Regions from separate parts of the Mus musculus genome. Here regions 1 and 2 are each linked to region 3. A link is a contact called in public Hi-C and promoter capture Hi-C data. All regions are on one chromosome and are shown on one strand. Each heading gives the region's core, a stretch centred on a gene start, on an enhancer-like site or on the middle of the called end of the contact. The rest is flanking DNA. Distances are from core to core; before and after follow the strand shown.

Region 1 (4,471 bases), core at 1,627-4,126, 36 kb before region 3:
TTTTGAGACAGTGCCTCACTATGTAGCTCAGGCTGGTCTTGAACTCACAGTCCTCTTGCTTCTGCCTCTCCAGACCTGGGCTTAAAGATATGCATTACTATGGCTAGCTTTCTTCGTTTACTCTTAATTACAGCCTGTAAAGCAAATTATTTTATTATTCTCATTCTCTAGTTGATATAATCAAAGACAAACCAGGATTTATAAAATCATAAGGCCGGGGGCAGAGCTCAGTTGGTAGAATGCTCACCTAACATTCTTAGCCCTGTGTGGTGGCACATGCCTGTAATTCCAGCACTTAGGAGGTAGATGCAGGAAGAGTCGAAGTTCAAGGTCATCTTTGGCTACATATTCAAGGTCAGCCTGGGCTACCTGAGACTCTGTCTTAAAAAAAAAAAATAAAAATAAGCAAGGCCACCATGCCTTTAATCCCAGTACCCGAGAGGCAGAGGCAGGCAGATCTTTGTGAGTTCAAGGTTAGCTTGGTCTATAAAGAAAGTTCCAGATAAATCAAGGCTACACAGTGAAACCCTGTCTCAATAATAAACAAACAAATAAACAAATAATGGATGTTCCATTCATTTTGATCATCAACAAAGTCTCAAGCACTGTTACGAACTTTTCTAAATACAAATTCATCAAACACATGTGGTAAATACTAATTTTTTTATTGTCCCATTTTACAGATGGAAAACCAAGACTCAGAAAAGTCAAGCAACTTTCTCAGAGCTAGAAAGCTGTCGTAGAAACTGAACTTGATGGAACTCGCACTGACTTGAAGCCAATTTGTTCTGGCAACATCTGAAACTTGCTTCTAAAAAGAGCACACAGGCCATGATCCCCAACCCAGAGGAAAACTGGGGCTCCAGGGACTTCTGGGATTTCAGCCCCAGATTCAAGTGCTACCCCTGGATTCCGTCATACCCAGCGCCATCTCCTCGCTGGGCCTCCCTCCCAGAGTTCCCAGCAGCTGTTGTTGATTGCTAGGTCTTTCCCAACCCTGGTCTCCTGGCTCCTCCTCAGTCTCTGACCACATCCCTCTCCCTGCCACAGAGAGGTGGATCAGACATGTGGCTGCGCTTCAAAACTGCATTCCCAAAATATCTGAGAGACTAGCAGATGGAGATGTTGTATTCGGGTGCAGGAGGGGAGTAGATTAGAAATAAAATGAAAGGAGCTGGGGTGAACACCGCCAGCACCAGATGCAGTATGCATGGGCTTGGGCATCCTTTCCTGGGGTTATAAGGCCTTGTTCAGGCCAGCCAAAAGCAGCATCAGAAAGGTGCTAGCAGCTCAGATTCACCAAGCACATACTTGGTGCAGGCCTGGGGCTGGGCCTTATGTCAGTCTGCCATGCTGCCTGGGAAGGAGGCACTTAGACACTGCTACCTTCTCAAAGTTCTTCAAAACAGAACACAGATCCTTTTCTGCTTGGATACTTAGACTACTTAAAGTGTCCCCAAGATTAGCATCACCCGGCTAGCATCTCAGAAGCTTGGTGTGAGCAGGAGCCTCACCACCAGCTGGTCGCACCAGCTTGCCCACAAATGAGGGGGCATAAAGAGGCCCTTCTTGGTTATGTCCATGGAAACTCAGTGTATCCCCCACCCTGCCCACCCTCCAGGGGAGAGGCTGCTGGGAGGTAAACTCCCAAGCGGGGTACTCACAGCCATGGAGGAGTCTGGGCAGGGAAAGGCCCCAAGATCTCCACTTCATCTTCACTGGACTGGCAGCAGCTGGACTCATAGCACCTCTGACAGCAGTGTTGGCAAGTCCAGCCGCACAGCAGCACGTCAGAGATTCTAGAAAGCAAGCCCTGGGGCCATTGCGGGGGGGGGGCAGAGAGAGAGAGAGAACACCCCAAATTATAAACAGCCCATCTGGGATTGCCCCACCCATGATAAATAAATTCCCAGATAAATGAAAATTCCCAGAGCAGAATTGCTGGTAGAAGAAAAAAAAATTTTTTTTCTCTCTTATTTATGCACTGTGGCATACGGGACAGCAAACAGAAGTGGCTGCAGATACTTGGAGCAAGCCGAGCGCTTGCAGGTGTTTGCCTTGGTAGTGTATGTGTGTGCCTTTCTTGACAGGTGGGTGGTTATCACAACATAGAGAGGGCCAGACAATATGTTCTCAAACACACAATGCATAGGGTTCTCTCCTGGCAAAAGAGAAAAAGATACTTCAGGAAAAATAGCCCCAGGGACATGCAACTAAACTGGGGGAGACCGGTTGAGTTGGGACACACACGCTGTCTGTCCAGCAATGCCCCTTTTGTCAGGGTCTCCCTTTTGGTAGAAGGGAATAGAAACTGTACCCTTCTTAATACCCTGTGACTCAGTACTCAATCATGCCCCAGCCCCACACCAGACTCCAAACGGAAAGGCAAGCATTTGATTAGAATCCAGACCAAACAGATGATTGAATTAACCCACCTCGTTCAGTGGTTCCAACTGCCCTTTTAGAGAGCCACGGTGAAGCCAGGGTTGGGCGGGTGGGAGAGAGAGAGAGAGAGAGAGGGAGAGAGAGAGAGAGAGAGAGAGAGAGAGAGAGAGAGAGAGAGAGAGAGAGAGAGAGAGACCAGTTTAGCAATATTCCAGCAACTCAAAGAACAGCAAGACAAAAACAACAGAAAGCAGCCCGCGTCTTCCTTCGCACTCACCATTTTGGGGAGGGAGCTGACTTTACTACCAAGGTATGGCTATGTTTGCAGGGCTGCTGGGAGCCTCTTGGTTAACTAACAGCGAATAAACGGGAACTGTGAGCGTTTCCATTTGATGTGCACCGTGTGCTGTTATGAATCAGAGCGGGTAGATAGCTCGTCATGCTACTCAGCACACAGCCACACTTTGGGGGACTCGAAAACCTTCTCAGACTGAAATAGCCAGAAGCCAACCCAAGAGGGCCTGATTAGCTAAACTGACAGGCTGACTCCCCCGCCCCTGCCAGGGCCCTACCTTCCAATCCTGCTCCAATCCTGCTGGTAGAGAGCATCCTTCGACCACCCACAAATGGGGGAGGGGCTGGGAGGGAGCCAGGAGCTGATCCTCCCTCCCTGGTGTGGTTCCACCCCTTACCCCATCTTCTCCCCATAGGTTCCTGAGCTCTAAGCCCCCTCCTCTTCTTCCAAGAAGGACTCCTCTATGGACCCAGGATTTATTTTCTTTTGAAAAATTATAACATTTCTTCTGTGTGTCTCTCTCTGTGTGTGTGTGTGTGTGTGTGTGGGTGTGTGTGTGTGTGTGCATTCACACACATCCACGACACCATGTGGAGGTCAGAGGATGAGTCTCAGGAGACCATCCTCTAACCTCCTCCACCTGGTTCCAAGGATCAAACTTAGGTCATCAGACTTTGTGGCAAGCGCTTTTGCCAGCTAAGCCATTTTTTTTTTTTTTTTTTTTTTTTTTTTTTACAGACCCGGGATTTCATGATTTAAAAGGAAACATGGTGGTATTAACCCACTTGGCAGGTGTCAAATCCTCATGACCAGCTTAAGACAGATCCTAGACGGAAAGGGAGGTGCAGCCCAAGTCAGGGCTTTGGGGTGCACAGGGAGCCAGTAAGGAGGAGACCGTCTGGGTTTCTTCCCAGATGTTAACATCTTCTTGGCTCTTGCTCACTCCCACCCTTCCTCGTAAACAAATCAAGGCGAGCCCTCTAAGGCTGGAGATAGCCCAGTCCAGCTCAGATTTAATACTCTAGCCCTTCCCCTTGTGTTATTTTTTCCAGCTGCCTTCTGCCTCCAACATATGATCCTGGCTCCCTTTGCCCATGGGTTGCAGTTTTCTTCACAGACCTCGTATATGCTTGGTTGCTTGCTGGCTGTTCTGAGATGGGGTAACCTGTGGCTCAGGTGAGCCCAGAACTCTTCATTCTCCTGCTTTACCCTCCCAAGTTCTGAGATTATAGATATATACTGTCATTCCCGACTGGATTTTTTTTTTGTAAGTTAAAATTAAAAAAAAAAAGAGAGAGAGAGAGTTTATTTTTCCCGTGTATTTGTGTATACACATGTACACATGTGGCATACGTACATTTTCCTGTACGTAACTGTGCACACCTGTATGTGGAGAACAGGTTAGTGTCAGGTGCCTTCCTCAGTTGCTCTGCCTGATTTTTTTTTTGGACACAGGGTCTGGACCAGGACAGAATGTGGAGCTCATCAACACAAGGCTGGTTGGCCAGTGAGCCACTGAGTCCCCCTGTCTCGGACTCCCCGGCGCTAGGGTAACACACTACCACACTCGGCTCTTACATGGGTGCAGGGGGTTTGAACTCAAGTCAAAAAGGTCCAATTCTAAAATAAACATTTAAAAAAATCAATTAATAATAGCACAGGTGGTGGCTCTATTAACTTTTAAAACTCAAGCTCCTGGAAGTGCCATGGACTGCCTCCTGGGAAAGCACTTAAGGGCACTCACTAACCACAGATCCTCCAAAGCTCAAACTCAGCAGAGCACAGAGTACG
Region 2 (3,918 bases), core at 690-3,189, 54 kb after region 3:
GAAGAATAACAAGGAGCTGAGCAGGTGGGCCAAGTTTATATGGCTGGCTTTTGAGGTGTGATAAACAGGATTCTTTATAACTGAGAACACACTGGAATGTTCTCTCAAACACAACTTCTGCACTCAATGACTGGGAGAGGGTAGTGTTTGTCCTTTTACCTAAGAAATCAGTATAGGTATTAATCCCAGCATGAGTTGGCAGAGCTCTGTGAATTGAAGGATATCCTGGTGAACAAGCAAGGTCCAGGTCAGCCAGCGCTAGAGGCTGTCTCAAAACCAAATTAAAACCTATCCAGTAGCAAGGCTAGTTTTATTTTTTTAAGGAGACACACACTTAAGGTTTTTTTTTAATTATTATTATCATGAGGGTATATGAAACAAAGGAAACTAAGTTACTTCATAAATGAAAACAAGTGATTCTTATTGTTAACCTGTTCACTGGGTTAGCAAGGAACCTTAAAATTCACATCCCTGAGACCTGACTGCCTTGTTACACACTTTAAAATAAAGCTGAATCGCAGAGCTAGAAGCTCTCAAGAGTGCTGTTCCAGCCATGGTATCTGGGAGATTTTAAGTGGCAAATGAGAAGATTTTAAGTGGCTTATGGACACATAAATTACATACTAAGAGGCTCTTAAAAAGTCTCTTCTGATCCATTTATCACCAAGGAAAACATCTCTATAACTGGCATGTCTTGAAAAATATCCAAACACTTGCTAAGCACTCTTCTCTTCCAGAAAGAAAAACAACCTTGGACTCAAGCCTTGGAAGGCACACACAACAATATCTAATGAAGTTTCATAGCTGTTCTCATGGTATTGGTGGTGGTGGTGGTGGTGTGTGTGTGTGTGTGATTACTCATCCATTTGGGGGCAGACAATTCTGGCTTATTATTTACCAAAAGGATGTAGTTTCAATTAAATTACTTAATAAGTTGTAGTTAAACAAAAACACATCTCAAACCTCCAAACAATATTGCCTTCAGGCAAAATAGAAATCTAATGCTTGAAGATTTAGTTTCGAGAAAATGACCACGATTTTCTGGGGCAGCTCGGATGAATCAGACCTGAATCCAAACCTACCTCTCTCCATTCCAAATTCAAAGCTTACCATATTTTGCAATACAAACAGTCCCATGAGAGGCTTGATAAAAACAGAGACTCTACGGCTCAAAAGAAGGCTCAGCAGTTAAGAATGTGTACTGCACTTGCAAATGACTTGAGTTGGGCTCCCAGCACCCATATATAGGGATTCACAAACTGCCTGTTACTCTAGTTGCAGATTCAAACCCCAATTCTGGCCTCTCTAGAATTTAATTATTGTGCGCACGCACGCGCGCGCGCGCGCGCACACACACACACACACACACACACACACACACTTTTTAAAACTCTAAAACCTATCAATCCAGTGGATAATGAGGGGGACCCGAAAATCTGCATTTATAACAGATTGATGCTGTCGTCGGAAGGCTACTTTGCTTGAGAAAGTCCCGAGTGGAGACCGGAGGGACACTGCAGGACACTCAAGTTCCACACTTGCACTGACGTCACATCACAGGCTGGTAATCACTTGTTCCCCGGCAGGGCATCCTGCAGAAGTTCACCCGTTCCTATCAATCAACTAGACGTACTACAAACCCCACCCCCATGTCGCGCGCTTGTGACGTATAGACGTCCTCCCCGTGACATCCGTGACCTCCACTGCAAATAGTCACCGGCGAAGAGCCCCGCGCCGAACCACGACCCCGAACGGCCGGTACCTGAGAAGGGCCTCCGGACACCAGTGCGCAGGCGTCCCACGGAAGCAGCCGCTATGGCTCCGGCGGCGCTCATCGCTGCGGACAATGCAGCTATGGTCCAAACGCCCCGCCAATCGTGCTCTCGACTCAGGGTGATGACGCATAGATGCCGCGGACCGAGAGCCAGAGGAAACGCCCCTAGGCCCTGGATTACACCCGATTGGTTAGAAATGACCGATTCACGTACTCTATTGGGTCTTCCCCCTGTCGATCATTGTAACGTCGTGAAGGCGCCCGGTCGGCTCTTAGGGTTGATGCAGAGCTGCCCTGGAGAGGCATTTTAGGTTAGGGTTTCTCCCTGTCTTGGAAAGGCGACCCGCAGGTCACTGTTGTTTCCTCCACGTTATGGAGATTATTTTTCTCTATTAAGAGCCGATTTACACCTGAAAGTCAGCAATTACCTGGTAAAACATGCCAGTTTTCGGTGTAATTGTGGGTTTCCCAGTTTGTTTCCCGTTACTTTCCGTTCCTTCTCAATTTTTATATTGAGATTTGCTTCATTGTTCATCCTTTACTGGATTATTCATGGCCTAGTGCACATTAGTGATGAACATAGCTGTGTGTTGAGGGAAGGAAAATTTAGTAACATACATTAAACATTTTAAAGTGCATATCCATTAATATGACAGCTAGGATCTAGCCAATAGAAATAAATTTTCAAGTCAGATAAGTATATAAGGGGAAAAACCATACCTGCAAGGATAATCAGTGCCTATTATAGGACCACTAGAGACTGTGGCTTTAGGAAAACTAGAGTTTGCACCCTTGGCGGGAGGGGGGCGGGTATTTGATTCATAGCTACTGTAAAATAAATGAAACTACTAACCCATTCTATATAATTATAGTGTTCAATTAGTATACTACAGTAACTTAAAATTAAGACGAGCCCAAGTACTGGGCCTTAGCGGCAGTGAGGGTACTTAAATATTCCTGTGGAATACTCAACCTAAATCTGGCTCTCAAAGCCTTCAAATGTTCAGAACCTTTCCCGTGCATTCCACTTCTAGATCTGTCCTAAAGAGATAAAAGAATGTTGAGGTGTATGTCCTAGTTATTACTGGAAATTTTTGGAAGTGTTAAAAAATTGGAGCTAGAGAGAGCTCAGAAGTTGAGAACACTTCTTGCTCCTGTAGAGGACCTGGGTTTGATTCCCAGAAGCCACAGCAGGAAGCTAACAACGGCCTGTAACTCCAGTTCCAAGTGACCCAGCACTCTCCTCCGGACTCTCTGCACATGTGACACACAGACAAATACATGTTTTTTAAAAAGGTTACCATCAAGAGAATGCTAACAAACTATGACTCATGAGCACAGTTAGCAGCTCCCTGAAATGGATGTAATGACGAGTTCAGATCTGATTATGTCACTCAGGCTTGCCTTAAACTGGTGAAATGGCTGCTTTGGCCTCTGGAGCTTCCAGGGGTGTTAGAACAATGAACTTTGAAAGAACTTTGGATAAAATAGAACATTTAAGTGGAAAATATGAGACTACTACATTTTCTTTCTTCCCTCCATTTGTGCTTGCTTGCTTTCTTCTCCCTTCTCTCTCCTCTCTCTTTTTCTCTTTCTCTCTCTCTTTCCCTTCCTCCTCCCTCTTCCCCTTCCCCCACTCTGGTTATGAGACAAGAATTTCACCCTGTATCCAGATGACTTTCAACTTGCTGTGTCATCCAGGCTGGCCTTTGGTGCCTCTTTAAAAAAAACTTGTGTGCTTATGTGTAATTTTGATTTTTCTCTGTGGTTTTCAATGTTCTCATACTTTATAGTAAGCACTTTCATATTTTCAAAAGACAACGAAGAATATGTGATTCCATAATCAAATTCTGAAATATAAAAGCAAGTTTGTCTTAGTTTTGTATTTTAAGTGTAAGGGAACTGTCTCTGAAGGTGAAGGAATTTGTTCACAGTCACACAGCAAAGAGCATGTCCCATGTTTCAAGTACCTCTCATGCTCTGGACAGGTTTCTGGTAAAGCCTCACTCTACAGAGTAAAGATGTGTTCAGAAGTTCTCACACGGTCAGATCTTGTACCACCCAGGAAAAAATGAATTCTTCTGTTCGCAAATACTTAGAGCATAGTGGCTAGCTGCCATCAGATTTTTGGCTGTGAGGTCTGA
Region 3 (4,025 bases), core at 1,019-3,518:
GTGTGTCCTGCCGAGAGTGGCTGATTCTGCTGAGATAAACCTACCAGCATGGCTGTGCTGCCATGCAGACTTTCCTGTTTTGAATTCCCAGCAGATAACCTTTCCTCTCCTTTGCAGCCCCTAGGGCATCTTCCTATAGCAGCCTCTCCATTTACCAGTCAGGTTCCAGTCCTGATACACTTTAGAACTACACGGAGCTTTAACTAGGTACTCAGGCCCAGCCCGACCAACTGGGGACGGAACTCAGGCATTGCTGTGCATTAAAGCAAAGAAAATATGATTGAGGCTGGAGATTTAGCTCTGTGGGAAAGCACTCATGTAGCAGGCAGGCCCTGGTTTGATCTCCTGAACTACAAGTTAATTAGTTTAAAAAAAGGTTGAATCTGACTAGTGTTTAAGTAGGTGCTCTGTTTCCATAACAAAATATTTGAGATGGATACTTTATAAAGAATATCAGGGGACCGGGGAGATGGCTCGGTAGGTAAAAATGCTTCTGAGCAAGCAATGAGGGCCCCAGTTCAGATGCAGTGAAAAGCTGGGCACATAGTGTAATCTCAGCACTGGAAATGGAGAGCAGGCAGCTTTCTAAAGGTCCTTGGCCCAGCAGACTAGCTGAGTAGAACTAGAGCCATAGGGTAACCTACACACGCATACACAGAGGGTTTGGGGAGAGGGAGAGAAACAGAGACAGGGAAAGACAGAGACAAAGAGAGATGTATGCACACAGATATATTTTACACATATACAAACACATACAGATATGCATACACATACAAGTACACACACATACAGAAAGTACACAGATATACAAACACACACACAGAGATATACACACACAGATATACAAACACATACAAGTACATACACATAGAGAAGATACACAGATATACATACACATACAAGTATACACACATATAAGTACCTACACATACAGAAAGTACACAGATAGATACATATACACACACATTGCTACATACTTTTGCACACACATACCCAATACATCACCACTGAATAGGCACCTATAGCCCATTCATTCCGGAGACACTGTGGAGCACCACTGTGCTGCGACTTTCCACAAAGGCTGGTCAACAGGCACCACTAACTCAGAGGCTTCTCGGCCACCCAGGAACACAGGCTGAGCTCATCTGTGATTGGCAGTTTCCTCCACATGAGGGAAGTGAACAGAGGTGCCCTGGCTTCAGATCTTATGTCATGGATAGCTATACTGCCTGGCCCAGCTTGGTCAACATGCAGAATCATGAGAGAAGCCACAATGGTGGTGGTGGTGGTGGTGGTGGTGGTGGTGGTGGTGGTGGTGTGTGTGTTTGGAGAGAGTGCATCTGAGGTCTGCCTGGGGGTCTGCCTATTCCCACCTTCCCAGAGCTGGAGTTATGAGCATGCACTGCCATTCATTGGGGCTACAGGCACTACCACACCCTGGTCTTACATGGCTCCTCAAGCCCCTTTGGCAGGCATTTTACTGACTTTGGCATCTCCCAGCCCTTACAGTGGGGCGTGAGCAGCTACATTTTAAGGTGTTTTGTTACAAGCCTATAAGTAGCAGGCACCTCACAGAACACTAGGAGGAGGAGCAAGAACCAGGCTTACTTTTCCTGTTGAGAGGCAAATAATAAATACTTTAGGTTTTGAAAATCATAGATAATAAGGTCACTTTCGGCACATTTAGTACCAAAAGCACTCACAGATGAGATGTTAGGGAATGAGTGTTTGAATAAACCTTTATTGACAGTGGCTGGCAGGCTAAGGTTTATTCTATCTAAACAGTTGTTGAATATGTGTGACATGCATGCATACACATGAGCCTGTGCGATACATCTCCATGAGAAACATATATCTGATTAGGTGTCAGTATGTCCCTGTTGGGTTCTGTAAGGAAAAGCAATGAGCTTAACCCAGGCAACATTTCAACATAGTGATCCAAGGACTTCCTGCTTCTGTAGCAAGGAGAAAAGGAGGCATCAGAGGAAGCCAAGAGAAGAGACAGCTGCTGTGTCCTTCTTGTTTGTCTCTGGATTAAGTCTGGAGGGGAAGAAGGCCAGTGGCTGGGCTACTGTAGGGCCAGCCGCCCACGCTTTCCCCCATCTGCTAAAAGAGAAATGAAATCACCCTGGGGCCAGGGGTGGGGAGAAGAAGCTGTAAAAATGAAAAGGAACCAGGGAGCTTTTAAAGAGAGACTGGGAGAGGGCTGTATGCCCCTCCTGCAGGGCGATTGTGGACACTGGACTGCAAGTTTCATTTTGATCCTCCCCCTGGGACTCTCATAGGGTAACTTCCTGCTTGAGTCATTTCTCTGGATGAGTTTAAAGAACTAGGAACACAGGAGCTACTGAGAGTTGGCTTTTTTTTTTTTAAGCGAGCCTGAGGATGTGGGTTCAAAACCTGACGTGTACTTCCTTGGGGCCTATGACTTCATTCTGCTGAGCCAAGAGCTCCTTATTGGTAAAGTGGGGTGGCTCCTAGAGCCACCTCCTGGGACAGTAGCAGTAGTGAGAACTGTGGATGTCAAATGTTTGACGCAGAGCTTTGCGCTTATGAAGCATTCCCAAGGCTGCTCCCTGAGACAGACCTTCAGTGTTCTTCTGGGATTCCAGACTTTTGAGATGTCATCCCCGACACCTCTGGGCTATGCTAGGTTCATTTATGATGTCATAGAAACCTGTTCCTTTGCCTCAAAGCATGCACCTTTATTGGCCCCGTGTCTGATAACAATCTTTCTAGCCAGCCGTGCGTAAGCTGCAGACACGGGAGGTTCTGTCTGCTAACCATTCCATCCTGTCCTCTGCACAGGGCTAATATATTTATTTGATATATTGATATTTGAGATTTACTTCTCAGCTTCCAAAGAGATCCTCTAAAGCAGCGGTTCCCAGCCTTCCTTGTGCTGTGACCCTTTAATACAGATCCTTGTGTTGTGGTGACCCCAACCATAAAATTATTTTTGCTACTACTTCATAACTGTAAATTTGCACTGTTATGAGTCATAATATAAATATTTGTTCCTCCCCCCCCCCCAGTGACCTTAGGCTACCCCTGTGAAAGGGAAGGATTGTTCGATCCATAAAGGGATTGTGACCCCCAGGTTGAGAACTGCTGGGCCAATGCAACATCCTGAGCCATCAGTTAGGTTAGGTTAGGCTAAGTTAGGCTGTGCTGTAGGGACAAGAAACCCCAATGTTTAGCTTCAGAAGCCTGACATCACAAAGGCCGACTTCTCGGCCATCTAAATATAATTCCTGTGACTTACAGGCAGTGATTATGTGTCAGTGACTCAGTTGCAATTTAAGATGCTGTTGTTGTAACTGGTCACTGTTATTGTCCCTGCAGGGCCAAGCATATGTCTCTTCTGCTCCCTGCCCATTGCATATAATTGGTTACTTGGCCCTGTGCACCTACAGGGGACTTTGAAGTAGAGGATTACTCATAGCTAGCAAGCGTGTGGAAGCGCCTCTGCTTTAGAGAGTTCAGACTCTGAGGGCAGTTTCAAGTATCTGTGAATATGCAGAGGAAGTCCCAATGCTCTCTGAAGACTTGGAAAAAACAGATCACTACTAACTAGCTGGCTTCTGAAAACCAGGTCAAATAGCACCTCGGCAGCCTTGAGTGATCAGTTCTAAGACCCACGCCAAGACCCACGCCAAGACCCACCCAAACTGCGGATGCCCACGTCTTCTGCATTCAATGGCAAGAAAAACAACAACAACTGAATGGACACTGTGACTATGCCTGTAATCCTAGCATTTGGGACACCCAGTTCTAGGTGAGCCAGAGCTACAGAGTGAGGTCCTTTCTCTCCCAAACTATGAACGTCTCCCATGTTCTTTATATCCATGTGTTCCACAGCATACATGTAGAGGTCAGAGATCAATGTTCAGAAAGCAGCCCTTTCTGGGTTGCCAGGGTCAGCTTGGCTTGGCAGTCTAAGCACCTTTATCAGGGGAGCCATCTTGCCAACCTCAGATATAATTTTCTAAGTGTATTACTATTGTATGTGTGCATGTATGTAT

The links. Promoter capture Hi-C pulls out the DNA fragments that hold promoters and counts their contacts. Hi-C and Micro-C count contacts between places; a contact is called where the count stands out from the background.
Region 1: a Hi-C map of embryonic fibroblasts shows a contact between it and region 3, with 2.5 times the contacts expected there. The contact joins the promoter of Syt17 here to the enhancer-like site in region 3. A contact is called at or near these places in 22 of 39 promoter capture datasets (the 3T3-L1 cell line, 3T3-L1-derived adipocytes, the C10 cell line and 14 more), 1 of 15 datasets of contacts at CTCF or cohesin (the NIH/3T3 cell line), 23 of 484 Hi-C or Micro-C datasets (the 3T3-L1 cell line, 3T3-L1-derived adipocytes, the C10 cell line and 13 more), 8 of 115 datasets of contacts at active chromatin or transcription factors (CD8 T cells, cardiomyocytes, embryonic fibroblasts and 3 more) and 3 of 9 other capture datasets (adipose tissue, liver and pancreatic islet).
Region 2: a contact with region 3 is called in a promoter capture Hi-C map of macrophages, with 7 read pairs. The contact joins the promoter of Coq7 here to the enhancer-like site in region 3. A contact is called at or near these places in 14 of 39 promoter capture datasets (the 3T3-L1 cell line, 3T3-L1-derived adipocytes, the C10 cell line and 10 more), 1 of 15 datasets of contacts at CTCF or cohesin (the NIH/3T3 cell line), 10 of 484 Hi-C or Micro-C datasets (the MNK3 cell line, the N1E-115 cell line, Th1 cells and 6 more), 8 of 115 datasets of contacts at active chromatin or transcription factors (bone marrow-derived macrophages, embryonic fibroblasts, embryonic stem cells and 5 more) and 3 of 9 other capture datasets (adipose tissue, liver and pancreatic islet).

The regions. Positions count from the first base shown.
Region 1 is chr7:118,440,684-118,445,154 of GRCm38.p6, forward strand. It overlaps Syt17 (synaptotagmin XVII), which reads right to left and starts at 2,877. Exons shown (of 8, transcript NM_138649.2): 1 at 2,663-2,877; 2 at 2,436-2,453; 3 at 1,665-1,813. The coding sequence starts at 2,665.
Region 2 is chr7:118,531,417-118,535,334 of GRCm38.p6, forward strand. It overlaps Coq7 (demethyl-Q 7), which reads right to left and starts at 1,940. Exons shown (of 6, transcript NM_009940.3): 1 at 1,763-1,940. The coding sequence starts at 1,835.
Region 3 is chr7:118,476,998-118,481,022 of GRCm38.p6, forward strand. No RefSeq gene overlaps it. Among named protein-coding and RNA genes, the nearest start is that of Itpripl2, 13 kb to the right of the region's middle. Within about 2 kb of position 2,269, at least 101 of the 459 cell types and tissues checked have an H3K27ac peak or open chromatin away from gene starts, as enhancers often do. A contact at or near this core is called in the C2C12 cell line, CD8 T cells, the N1E-115 cell line and 14 more, where this site is marked.